Linked DNA regions of Mus musculus: regions 2, 3 and 4 are each linked to region 1. A link is a contact called in public Hi-C and Micro-C data. All regions are on one chromosome and are shown on one strand. The core of a region is the stretch at or near the end of the contact, and the rest is flanking DNA. Distances in the headings are between cores, read along the strand shown.

Region 1 (2,741 bases), core at 173-2,672:
ATAAATTTTGCTTTAGAAAATATTTTTTAAGTACTATATCATAATGCTACCACAGCTAAAATCAATGGTCTCTCCCTGACAAACTGCATCAGCATCAGCTGGCTCTTCCTTTCTGGATAGGCCTGGATGCTTTCTTCTTCTCTCTTCTCGTCCCATTCGACAACCAAGAACAATTTCGATAATGTAATAGTTTTTAATGCTGCAGCTCCCTGGTGGCCATTCATTTCAATCAAATCTTCCAACGTGAAAGAGAGAAAATGCCACACTTTTCTCTCAGTAAAAGGAAGGCCCCTTCCTAGAGTTATGAGGTGTCAACACTTCAGAGAGCTCAAACTCCCTGCGTCTGCCTTAGACACCCAAAGGTAAAACACAGATTTCATCTGGGTGAAGACTGCAAATCGTCCTACCTCCCTCCAAAAACAAACCGTTGGGCAATTCCTTACTTGGCAGTAGCGTTTCCTAACAAAGCAAGCTGCTTCTCCTAAAGGCTGGGAACGGGGTTTGTGGGAGGGGGGTCTACTTAAGTCAAAAATCAATGCCTGCCTTTTAGTCCTGCACCTTTTAGTCCTGCAGTCACAAACACAGCTAGCTCTCCGTGCTGCAGCTGGCCGCATCCTTTACAGCCTGAAAAAGTAAGGCTCCCTCCATCTAAGAGTTCCTTTACAATGCTTTGTACATTCCACTCAGACCTTTTATTAATAATGTAGCCTTAATCTTTAGGAGTCTCCTCTTTCCAAATCTCCCATTCCCTTCCTCCTCGCCACCTCTCCCCCAGGAAGCACTCTCCTACCCTAGGGACCACAGGCCCTTTCCCGCCTAGAATGTGCGTTCCTCCCTCCGGGCCTGCAGCAGGTCCATCGGCGTGGCGTGCGGACAGTATTCTCCACTTCTCCTTGGTCGCGGTGACAACCAGGCCACCACTACCTCGGCCCCCGAGGCTTACATAGCTCAAGGCAGGGCAGGATGGATCCGTGAGGCCGCGGTGGCCCGGCTCGCCAAGAGCACTGGACGCCCCTCCAAGTGGCCCAGATTCTCGAGTCTCTCGTCCGGAGCCTCGAGACCCAGCCCCGAGACCAGGCGCGGAGGCCAGAGCCCAGGGCGTGGCAGCTCGCGGCGCCCCGCTCCACGGAGGAGCGAGCGGCGCCCGGGGCCTCGAAGCCCCGACCCACGAACCTAGAAGGCTGCGCCGCGAGAGAGAGGGGCGCTCGGCAGCCGCCCAACCGTCTCCCCGCCTCGGCCTCCCGCCCGCCCGCCCCGCACTCACCTCCCGTGCGCCCGTGGTACCCGCAACGGTGCGGCCCGCGCTCGCTCTCTGCGCGCGAACACGGACTCCCCGCAGCCGCACGCACGCCGAGCGGGCGGGCGCGCGCCTCCTTCACGCACGCGCGCGCGCGCGGGGTCCCTGCGTCCGCAGCCCAGCGCCGTTATCGCTGTTATCGCCGCAGCTGCCGGCCTCTGCCGCGGGCGGGCGCCAGCATCACGGCCACCGCAGGCTTCGCCTAAGTCCTCCACCTCCAACCCCGGCTCTCTGCCTCGTGCCATCTTTTGACAGAAAGCAAGAAATTTTATTTTTGAATGGAACCACCTTCACCCTAGGTCCTGGGAGAAACAGAGTCAGTACAGAAACACCCAGCCTTCATGACCAAAGGCTTCTCCCTTCTCCCTTCTCGGGGAGATGCCTAAATGTGTAGCCCGCAGATTTCCGCCCCAGGGCTGACTTGGAAAGGAGGAAGCCTTGGCACATTCAGAAGGCTGTTTCTCCTTTCAGGAGTGCGGGAGTGGGGGTGGGGAGAGGAAAGCTTTGGTGTATGTGGACCAGAGGCTCAGAGAGTCCTGGCACCCCACCCCACCTCCACCCCCACACCCTCAACTGCCTCTAGAAACCGTCTAGTGCTATGAACCCTTGGTCAGCTCCACTTAGTCATCTCCACCCAAATGGTGCCTCTCTGGGAGAAGGGAGAAGCCTTTGGTCATGAAAGCTGGGTGTTTCTGTACTGACTGTTTCTCCCAGGACTTAGGGTGGAGGTGGTTCCATTCAAAAATTGCTTTCTGTCAAAAGGCCCCTGGAAACAAAGTGTCATCTGAAAACAAAGACCCATTCTGGTGTCTTGGCTTTAGGACTGTGAACAGGTTGGCCTCACTCCACCTAAAAGGAAACAGTTTTTCAGTGAGCACCTAAATACAAGCAACCAAAATTTAACAACAATTCACAAGAATCGCTTTCCCATCCTTCCCTAGACGCTCTAGGTTGCGTTTCTTAAACTAGTGACTTCAACATAGCCGGGATCAGCCTTATCGATTTGGAGAAACTAGAATTCTACAATATCACCTAGTATGTACGCCATGTTCTTGTCGGAAAGCCACACCGACTTCCTAGAAAGATGATCTTATCAAGATTGGACTATTGCCTCTATGCGTCCGTGTAGAATATATAGATGTAGCACAACCTGTTTTCTTTCGTAGCAGGACTTTTAGAAGTTGCTCAGTTCTGTTTGACTGCTGTTTTGCTCTCCCAGCTCAGTAATTTAAGTTCTTGAACCAGAAGCGGGATGTAATGGTAAGACTCCTTTACACACTGCATGGAGCTCTGCGTGTTATTTCCATGGGGGGAGAATATGGACTCTCAAACACAATCTCACTTGACCCAAAGCTAAAACCATGGAAGTAGGGAGAGGTATTCTCCAAACTGTTCCATGATAAACAAACACGGAGAATGTTTCTCTTCAGTGGTTAATAGGCAA
Region 2 (2,741 bases), core at 67-2,566, 340 kb before region 1:
GCAGGCATACAATTGCTTTGGCACACACTGCTTTGCAGTGGGGCCACCTGCAAGTGGTTACCTGCTCAGAATCTTCCAGGCTTTTCTGAGCTCCTGAAGGGGAGCTTGAATTCACCAAACACCTACCATCTTCCAGGGATAATATTAAAACATACATATCATACCACTTGAGCTTTACAAGAGTTGATGTCAAAGACTCAAAAGGTCAAAGACATGACTCATCTATAAAAATAGAATGAACAGTGTCAAAAAATGCCCTGGGCTTAGTAAATGAAGGCAGTCATAAGACTGCAAAGTTAGCACCCAGGAACATTTGAAAATCAAGAGCTTATATACTTTACCAGGAAAGAGATTCTGAAAGTGTCCTTCAGATAATACAATTATAATTTGTTTTTTTCTCTACTGGACAGAGGTCTACAAATTAACATGTAACTTCAAGATGGGGCCCTGATCTAATATCAAAAAGTAGAATTAAGGTCAGGTGTGGTATATATTTTAATCTCAGCAGTAATGAGGCAAAAGCAGTCAGGTATCGTGAGTTCAAGGCCAGCCAGAGCTACATAGTGAGACCTGTTTCCAAAAACAAAACAAAAACAAAAACAAAACAAAGGTGCATTCTTCTAGGAAGTCAAGTCAAATAACCCTCAAATAACGACCTAGTAGGACATCAGGAGGATATAATTTTTTTTGTTCAATTTCCCAGCCCTTCTCAGTAGACAGAGAAACCATTGGGGCAGTGGCTGGCTATGCCTGTCATTTTGGTCATCATGACAAGCACAGAATATACACCATGCAGCAATAGGTACCCAGCCCGCAGCTAAGAAACACTAGTTCAGCTGAGCTAGGTTTTCAGGAATGTTGGTGTCGGGTTAGTGGCAGGCTTCCTAGATCTCTCCACATTCCAAGGGAAGTTATATTGTTTCCTAGGAATGACACAGTACATTATAACAAGCTAAGTGTCTTCACAGAAATTCACTTTTGTATAGTTCTGTGTTTAGAGATGTAAGATCAAGGTATTTATTGGTAGTGCATGCTCCTCTGAAGGCTCCAGAGATCTCCTTGTCTGGCTTCTTGTCATTCTGGAGTTTTCCTTTCTTACCTTGGCATCTCATCTCCTCTCACTCCATGCATCTTTCCTCCATGTTGTTTGTCTCTGTCCCTTCTTAGGAACATTCCCGTGACTAGATGTAGCACCACATTGTTTTAACTTACATTACACTATTTCCAAATAAGGCCACACTCACAGTGCCGGGAACAGAAGAGGAAATACCTTTATGGAAGGCTGTTGCAGGATTTTCCCTGTCCAATCACAACATTAGGGCAGTGGGAAGCCTGTGATTGGACAGGAATAAGGGAGGCGGAGCTAAGAGTTGCAGGGGCAGAGAGCCTCTCAGGGGGGAGAGGGAGAGAGAGAGGAGGAGGAAAATGGAGGCCTATGTAAACTAGCGTGGCATGAACCAAAAGGTTAGAATATTGGGATAATTTGTCTAATCTAGATGGGCAGCTTTTATCATTATCAGTTGGTTTTGTAATTATTGCATTGGCATCTTGTTTATTGAGAATTTATTGATATATAAGTCTGATTGGTTAAATATAAGCATTGAGTCTTAATTTTACAAGGTTACTAGGTATTGTGCTATCAAACTATGAGGCTGGTGGATCTATGGGACAGAGCTGGAGGAACCCTGCTGAAACCCCACTGGGACATAGTGTTGTGGCCCTCCAGTGCTGGTACCAGAGTGGGAACGTGGCCCAGTGGGGTCGGAGAGTTGGCGGGTTGAGAGAAGCAGGAGTACAGAGAGTTGACAGGTTCTTTTTTAATATTTCCCGAAACAGAGGACAGAATCTAGCCTTTGCCCTTGCAGGTTTTAGAGCTGTACTGGCTGGTTTTGTGTGTCAACTTAAGACAAGCCGAGTTATCACAGAGAAAGGAGCCTCCCTTGAGCAAATTCCTTCATGAGATTCAGCCGCAAGGCAATCTCTCAATTAGTAATCAAGGGGGCACGGCCCAGCCCATTGTGGGTGGTGCCATCCCTGGACTGGTAGTCCTGGGTTCTATAAGAAAGCAAGCTGAGCAAGCCAGTAAGTAACATCTCTCTATGGCCTCTGCATCAGCTCCTGCCTCTAGGTTCCTGCCCTGTGTAAGTTCCTGTCCTGTCCTGTCCTGTCCTGTCCTGTCCTGTCCTGTCCTGTCCTGACTTCCTTTGGTGATGAACAGCAATATGGAAGAGTAAGCTAAATGAACCCTTTCCTCCCTGTGGAAACTAAAAGGGGTGTAGGGGAAGAGGGGGAGGGGAGGATAGCTCACGTCTGGCCAGAGTTCCTCCTATGCTCTGGGCAGGTGGAAGCGGGAGGGCTGCCAGACGCTTTCTACTTGGCCTGGGTGGGCATCTAAGCCACTGACCCCACTCGATGGGGGGTGGACAAGGGGCAGCCCCCAAAACCAAGGGGCCCCCGGGCGACACCCTGTAGCCCCGGGGTTACAGGAGAGAGGGCTTAGGGAGAGAGGTTCCCACGCTGACGAGAGTAAGCGCAGCAGCTGGCCTTGACTGGAACCATTGGGAGATTAGAAATGGCTCATTAGAGGAAAGCCTATCCATCGTCCAAGTGCAGTGGGCCTTGATGAATATAGACAGTCTATGGTTTTAGAGCTTTATTGTAGAAAGGCAGGGAGAAAGAAGAGAAGGTAAAAGAGAGAGAGACCAGTCATGGCCAAGAGGAGAGAAAGGGGAAAGAGAAAG
Region 3 (2,741 bases), core at 109-2,608, 310 kb after region 1:
GCTGAAGTGTTCCTGAGTTACCCGACTGTTTTAAGATCTCTCTATCTCTCTCTCTCTCTCTCTCTCTCTCTCTCTCTCTCTCTCTCCCTTCCTCCCTCTCTCCCTTCCTCCCTCCCTCCCTTTCTTCCTCTCCCCTCTTTCTTAATGAGAAGAGGCACATATCTCTCAGCTTCCCCCAAAGATCTACATTCCCAAATAATAAGAACAAAACTTTAAATGATTTTTGGACAGTAATGTGTCAAAATACAACCCTGAAGTCAAAGGCTTGCATATTTCTAAATTATTTTGAATGCTTAACAATGAACGACATATTATCCAAATGTTTGATAATAGAAGATTTGAAATAAATCACACTCCAGTCCTAGGCTAGTCTCTAGCTGTTAACAATTGCATTGTAGAACTAGTCGTGTGGAAACACTGAGCACCCGTGAACTAGAAATAGCTCCTTGTAAAAGCCCTTGTTATAACCTGACTTTCTCAATATGTAAACCATAAGTCATGGGCACAAGAAAAGATCTGAGTATGTGCCTGGTAAAACATGCTATAGCCATTCATAGGTGACAAACTGGAGTGCTTGTCTTTATTTTTTAAAAGAATCTATGAACGTGACTTTTGTAATAAAAATATAGTAAGTGTTTTAGAAAAGGAATTATTTCTCTCTTTTCTGTTCAAATATCAAACACGGGAGCTTAGCTAACCACTGTGCAGCACTCTGAGCTGGACAGGTGAACGTGTGTAGTAGCAGGAAAGAGCTAGAAGAGAAACCACGATAACCTACCACCTGCTTCCATTTGCAGACCGAGTCTGGAAACTTCTCAAAGACGCCTTAGCAACCCGTAACTTTCCTAGCAAATATAAAAATCTGTGCTGTTCAGCACTTTACAAGATGCTGAAAGTTATTACTAGTGTAAAAAGGCAGAGTAGAATAGAATAAAACGACTTTTAAAAGAGCATTAATAAAAGGCTAATAGATCACTGTCAAGCATGCAGATAAACTCCTGCGTGCGTTTGTGTTTTTCTGTGGCAACCAGTCACTGAAGTTCAGATTTCCACACAAGTTTAATCTCATTTTTCTTTTTTCCTTTCCCTTTCTTTCTGTGACTTTTGGGTGGGGGCTTTTATTTAATTTTATTTTATTTTTACTTGTAGCATATATTTTCCAGTGTAGTTACTGCGAAGGGAGGCTTTGGAGGAGCAACAACTCGTGACCCTTATCATGTTTTAAACTGGAAGTAATGAAACAAAGCTACTCAGGGGCAATTGGTTTAGTTTTACATCTTTTCCACGGTTTTTGTGCTGTAGGCGGCCCCCCTTCCTCCTCCTACCTCCTGTTCCTGTGCAGAGCGAAGGCATAGGATTCCAGTGCAGGAAGGGAGCAGTCTGCAGGACAGGATACTGCATTATGTACACAGCTTCTAAAAGCGGATAAGATACGGTGAAAGCCCCTCGAGGGGATGTGAGAGCATTCCTGAATGACGGATCTCAAGGGAGGCAAGGATGAGGGCCAGGTGCGGGCTTACCCCAGCTGCGTGCCTCAGTGTGCGCTCCCACGCCTCAGTGGGTCTAAATGCCTACAAGGAGGAGAACCGGATGCCTGGAGGCACGGAGGGACGTGGGCAGAACTTTCTCTTCACGTCTGTTAATCTTGTCTTCCCAGAAAGACCATGTCTAGGTCATTTCTTCCAATTGCAGAAAAGAAGGTTACAATTAAATAAAAACAACAGCCTTAAGTTTTGTCATAATGAAAACCACTTCAAGCCTCAAGGCTTGGCTGCCAGATTGAAGCTGAAGCTTAGTGTATTATTATTATTATTATTATTATTATTATTATTATTATCAATAGCATTTTAAATAGTGTTTGTAAGTGTAGCATGATTGTGCAGAGTAATGGATTTACCGTGACATTCTTGTATACGTGCATCATGTGTTTTCTCCTTGATCACCTTGCTTTAAGTACTGTCTGCCCTCCTCTCCAATCCATATAGCTCCCCTCTGCTATTAAGTCTTATTTAAGGATTGATTTCTCATATGTAAGAACAGGTGCGATATTTGTCTTTCCGAGTCTGGCTTATTCTGCTACAAACGATACTCTCAAGTTCCATCTGTTTTTTTCTGTTATGACTTTCCTCTTTGTGGCTGAGCAAGACTCCATTGTGAGCATGTCACACAAATCTCTTCCCATCCTTTCACTGAGGACACCTCAGCTAACGCTATAACCTGGCTACTGTGAACAGTGAGCGCAGCAGTTACATGCATGCGCAGGTGTCTCTGAGGCATGCTAACGCGGATCCTTCAGGTATAATCCTAGACGTGATGTAGCTGGATTCCATGGTAGCTCTACTTTCAGGTCCTGATTGAAGCACCATACTGATTTACACAGTGGCTACATGTAGTGGCTATTCCTGGTTGTCAACTTGACTATATCTGGAATGAACTACAATCCAGAATTGGAAGGCTCACCAGTGACCCTTATCTGGAGGCTGGGAGATAGAAGTTTCTGACCTGGATCTTGGTATGGAGATCTTGAGGCATAGTGGCTATGGATTCCAGAAGATTAAGACAGGGAGATCTCTGAGTTCAAGGTTATCTGTGTGGTGGCATACACCTTTAATCTGAGCTACACCTTCTGCTGGAGACCATATAAAGACATTGGAAGAAGGGAGCCTCTCTTTTTTTTGCCTGCTTGCTGTGTGGGACTGAGTAACTGCTAGATTCTTGGACTTCCATTCACAGCTGCTACT
Region 4 (2,741 bases), core at 82-2,581, 260 kb after region 1:
AGTTTTCTGCACACATCATTTTAAAGGTTTTCTGGCAAAAATGGCTGTGTATTTCTTAGTATCATTTGATTAAAAATAACAATTGCTGTCATAAAGTCTTTTACAAAAAAACCCTGTTTTAGTCAGGGTTTCTATTCCTGGACAAAACATCATGACCAAGAAGCAAGTTGGGGAGGAAAGGGTTTATTCAACTTACACTTCCACATTGCTGTTCATCACTAAAGGAATTCGAGACTGGAACTCAAGCAGGTCAGGAAGTAGGAGCTGATGTAGAGGACATACATGGAGGGGTGTTTCTTACTGGCTTGCTTCCCCTGGCTTGCTCTGCCTTCTCTCTTATAGAACCAAGACTACCAGCCCAGAGATGGTCCCACCCACAAGGGGCCTTTCCCCCTTGATCACTAATTGAGAAAATGCCTTACAGTTGGATCTCATAGAGGCATTTCCTCTACTGAAGCTCCTTTCTCTGTGATAACTCCAGCTGTGTCAAGTTGACACAAAACTAGCCAGTACAAACACCAAACATCCCAATTCCCCTGATTCATTTATTTGGATTTTGGGGGTCTAAAGTTTAGATTTAACAAATCTTCTAATTCTGTATTGGCACATGGGCTGAGCTGATTCGAAGACTGGCAACCAGTTGAATGCCCTTCCAATTGAAACAAGTCAGGACTAACACTTGTAACCCCTGCTCCCCACAGACACTATGACATGCATTCCTCCAGGGACACATAGTCCTCTGCAGGCTGAGGATTTTGACTGCCGTGACAATCTCATAAGCATCCCTGAGAAAACACACTGTGCTTAATAATCAGGAGAAAAATACTAAGACACATTCTTTGCTGGCTATGGCTTACCTGCTGGCAGCTGACTCCTGTGTGCCACTGCCTAAAGTAACCCAAAGAGAGAGAACTAAATGAATATTACCACCTAAAGAAGGAAGCCACACGCATCTCAAGATATTTCCTTGAATATTAACAAACCGTACAAATGAATGAATGAATAATGAAAATAATGTAAAACATTTTTTTTCTTCTGCCTGAAAAAGTTCCAATAATAAAGTTTGGCTTCTGTTGAGAAAAGCATCTTAGTTTCCAACATAGTAAATGCCAAGAGGAACCGTTCAATTCTTAGAGTTGTAATATAGTTAAATAAGAAGCAGATAAATTGCATTAAAGCTCAGTTCTAGTTTCCCCCCATGCAGACAGAAACTCTGTGCTATGAAAGCTCCTTTTAGATTGGACGTAGGTAGTTTGAAAGATGCTTACCTCCTGCCTTAGAATGAGCTTAGATGCTCTGGCTTCTCCCCAGCTTCTGTTAGCTTGTCACTGTGTTGGGCGCAGCTGAGGCTCCCAGAGTTAGGTGTTCGGCCCCGCCCTCTGCACTACTGCTAAAACTCCAGTTCTGCCAAACTGATTCCGGTGATTAATAATTGACAAAAGGAAAACACTCTTACGCAAACTTATGTCCAACCGCAGGGCTTGCAGCGACTCCTTCCAGAAGAGAATGCGGGCTGCACCACTCCCCTCCCCCTTCACTCTAAGGTCCCAACTTCCTATGCGCTGATACTCAGTTCTGGGAGATTGGGTTGTTCTCGGAGGAATGCAGCCTAGTGACTTCTACATTTTAAAAATTCGGTTTGTTTGTTTTGTTTTTTCTGTAGCCTGTTCGCACTTCTTCAGAGATTAGCCTCTCAAGAGAGGGCGCCTTCTGCCTTACTGGGGGGAGCAGGGGTTCTGAGAGCTACGGAGGAGATCGAGGTGGCGCTGTCACCTCACCTCCGATTGCTGCAGTAAAACCGGGAGCCTAGGCAGAGATAGGAGGGGGGATGGGTGTTGCCCTCCCCCTCGCTTCAGCGGGGAGTTTCGACTCTACCAGAGGGGCACGTATTTTGGTGGTGGTGCAAATGATGATAGGGTGGGGATGGGGAAGAAAAGGAGGGAGGAGGGGAGGGGGAGATGGAGGAGGCAGCGGAGGCGACAGTAGATAAACCAGAGGTGCAAAGGTGAATACTGTAGGGCTTTAACCAATTCTCAGAGGATGCCTGTCAGCATACATCCGTCGCAGACTTGGATGAGGGGCGAAGAGGCCCGGGTCTACGCGGAGCAAGGCTGCAGTCTGAAACTCGGCTCCCGGCTGCAAAGTGAGCCCCGGGGTTGAGCCCAAGCAGCTGGTCAGCTCACCGGTTGTCAAAAGGCAAAGGAAGAAAACAAGCCACTTTGGCACTGACATCTAATTCTGACGCCTTGGAACCTGTAAAACAATCCCTCTCCCTCCCTGTACAGTCACCTTCCTCCAGGTAGCAGGGAGGTTAAGGTTGAAAACTACCCCCACCCTTCCCTGGTGGAAAGAGTAGGAGAACCGTGCCTAGAGAACTTGTGTGGGTTCACTCACAAGTGCAGGGAATTCTTTTGCAGACGAATGGCTGGAGGGCAAATTGGGAAAGGGGGCCGGCAGTCGGCGGGGTGCCGCAGAGACGCACAGAGCCGCTCTGGGGCTAGCGTGCCTTGCGCGCAGCATCTTCGCTGGAAACCCGCAGCCAGACCTTGATCGATCTCTTTCGTCTTCATCCTGGGCAATGCTTGCATTTGACTCTGTGGTTGGGCGCTAAGGGCGCACAGGGTCTGGAGGCTCCTCATCCTGCATATTCAACCGAGATTTTTTTTTTTTTCTGTCCAAGATCTAGGGGCGTCCGGGGACGGAAGCCTCTCGATTAATGAACATTTGGGCAGCATCTGCCA

Evidence for each region. Hi-C and Micro-C count contacts between places; a contact is called where the count stands out from the background.
Region 2: a contact with region 1 is called in a Hi-C map of embryonic fibroblasts, with 2.7 times the contacts expected there. The contact joins the enhancer-like site here to the promoter of B3galnt1 in region 1. A contact is called at or near these places in 18 of 39 promoter capture datasets (the 3T3-L1 cell line, 3T3-L1-derived adipocytes, the HPC-7 cell line and 12 more), 39 of 484 Hi-C or Micro-C datasets (the AtT-20 cell line, B cells, the G1E-ER4 cell line and 26 more), 6 of 115 datasets of contacts at active chromatin or transcription factors (bone marrow-derived macrophages, craniofacial prominence, embryonic forebrain and 3 more) and 3 of 9 other capture datasets (adipose tissue, embryonic stem cells and macrophages).
Region 3: a Hi-C map of nephron progenitors shows a contact between it and region 1, with 2.6 times the contacts expected there. The contact joins the enhancer-like site here to the promoter of B3galnt1 in region 1. A contact is called at or near these places in 9 of 39 promoter capture datasets (the 3T3-L1 cell line, cranial neural crest, embryonic stem cells and 4 more), 1 of 15 datasets of contacts at CTCF or cohesin (the NIH/3T3 cell line), 16 of 484 Hi-C or Micro-C datasets (the N1E-115 cell line, cerebellum, cerebral cortex and 6 more) and 2 of 115 datasets of contacts at active chromatin or transcription factors (embryonic forebrain and stem cell-derived neural progenitor cells).
Region 4: a contact with region 1 is called in a Micro-C map of embryonic stem cells, with 2.1 times the contacts expected there. The contact joins the promoter of Sptssb here to the promoter of B3galnt1 in region 1. A contact is called at or near these places in 3 of 39 promoter capture datasets (hippocampal neurons, liver and stem cell-derived epiblast-like cells), 1 of 484 Hi-C or Micro-C datasets (embryonic stem cells) and 1 of 115 datasets of contacts at active chromatin or transcription factors (embryonic stem cells).

The regions. Positions count from the first base shown.
Region 1 is chr3:69,597,538-69,600,278 of GRCm38.p6, forward strand. B3galnt1 (UDP-GalNAc:betaGlcNAc beta 1,3-galactosaminyltransferase, polypeptide 1) reads right to left here and starts at 1,423. Exons shown (of 3, transcript NM_020026.4): 1 at 1,265-1,423.
Region 2 is chr3:69,259,510-69,262,250 of GRCm38.p6, forward strand. All of the region lies in intron 2 of Gm40070 (a long non-coding RNA gene), which reads left to right. Among named protein-coding and RNA genes, the nearest start is that of Gm40070, 6.3 kb to the left of the region's middle. Within about 2 kb of position 1,317, at least 6 of the 459 cell types and tissues checked have an H3K27ac peak or open chromatin away from gene starts, as enhancers often do. A contact at or near this core is called in the HL-1 cell line, embryonic fibroblasts and tail fibroblasts, where this site is marked.
Region 3 is chr3:69,911,628-69,914,368 of GRCm38.p6, forward strand. No RefSeq gene overlaps it. Among named protein-coding and RNA genes, the nearest start is that of Gm35817, 31 kb to the left of the region's middle. Within about 2 kb of position 1,359, at least 10 of the 459 cell types and tissues checked have an H3K27ac peak or open chromatin away from gene starts, as enhancers often do. A contact at or near this core is called in nephron progenitors, where this site is marked.
Region 4 is chr3:69,858,563-69,861,303 of GRCm38.p6, forward strand. Sptssb (serine palmitoyltransferase, small subunit B) reads right to left here and starts at 1,332. Exons shown (of 3, transcript NM_133675.3): 1 at 1,269-1,332.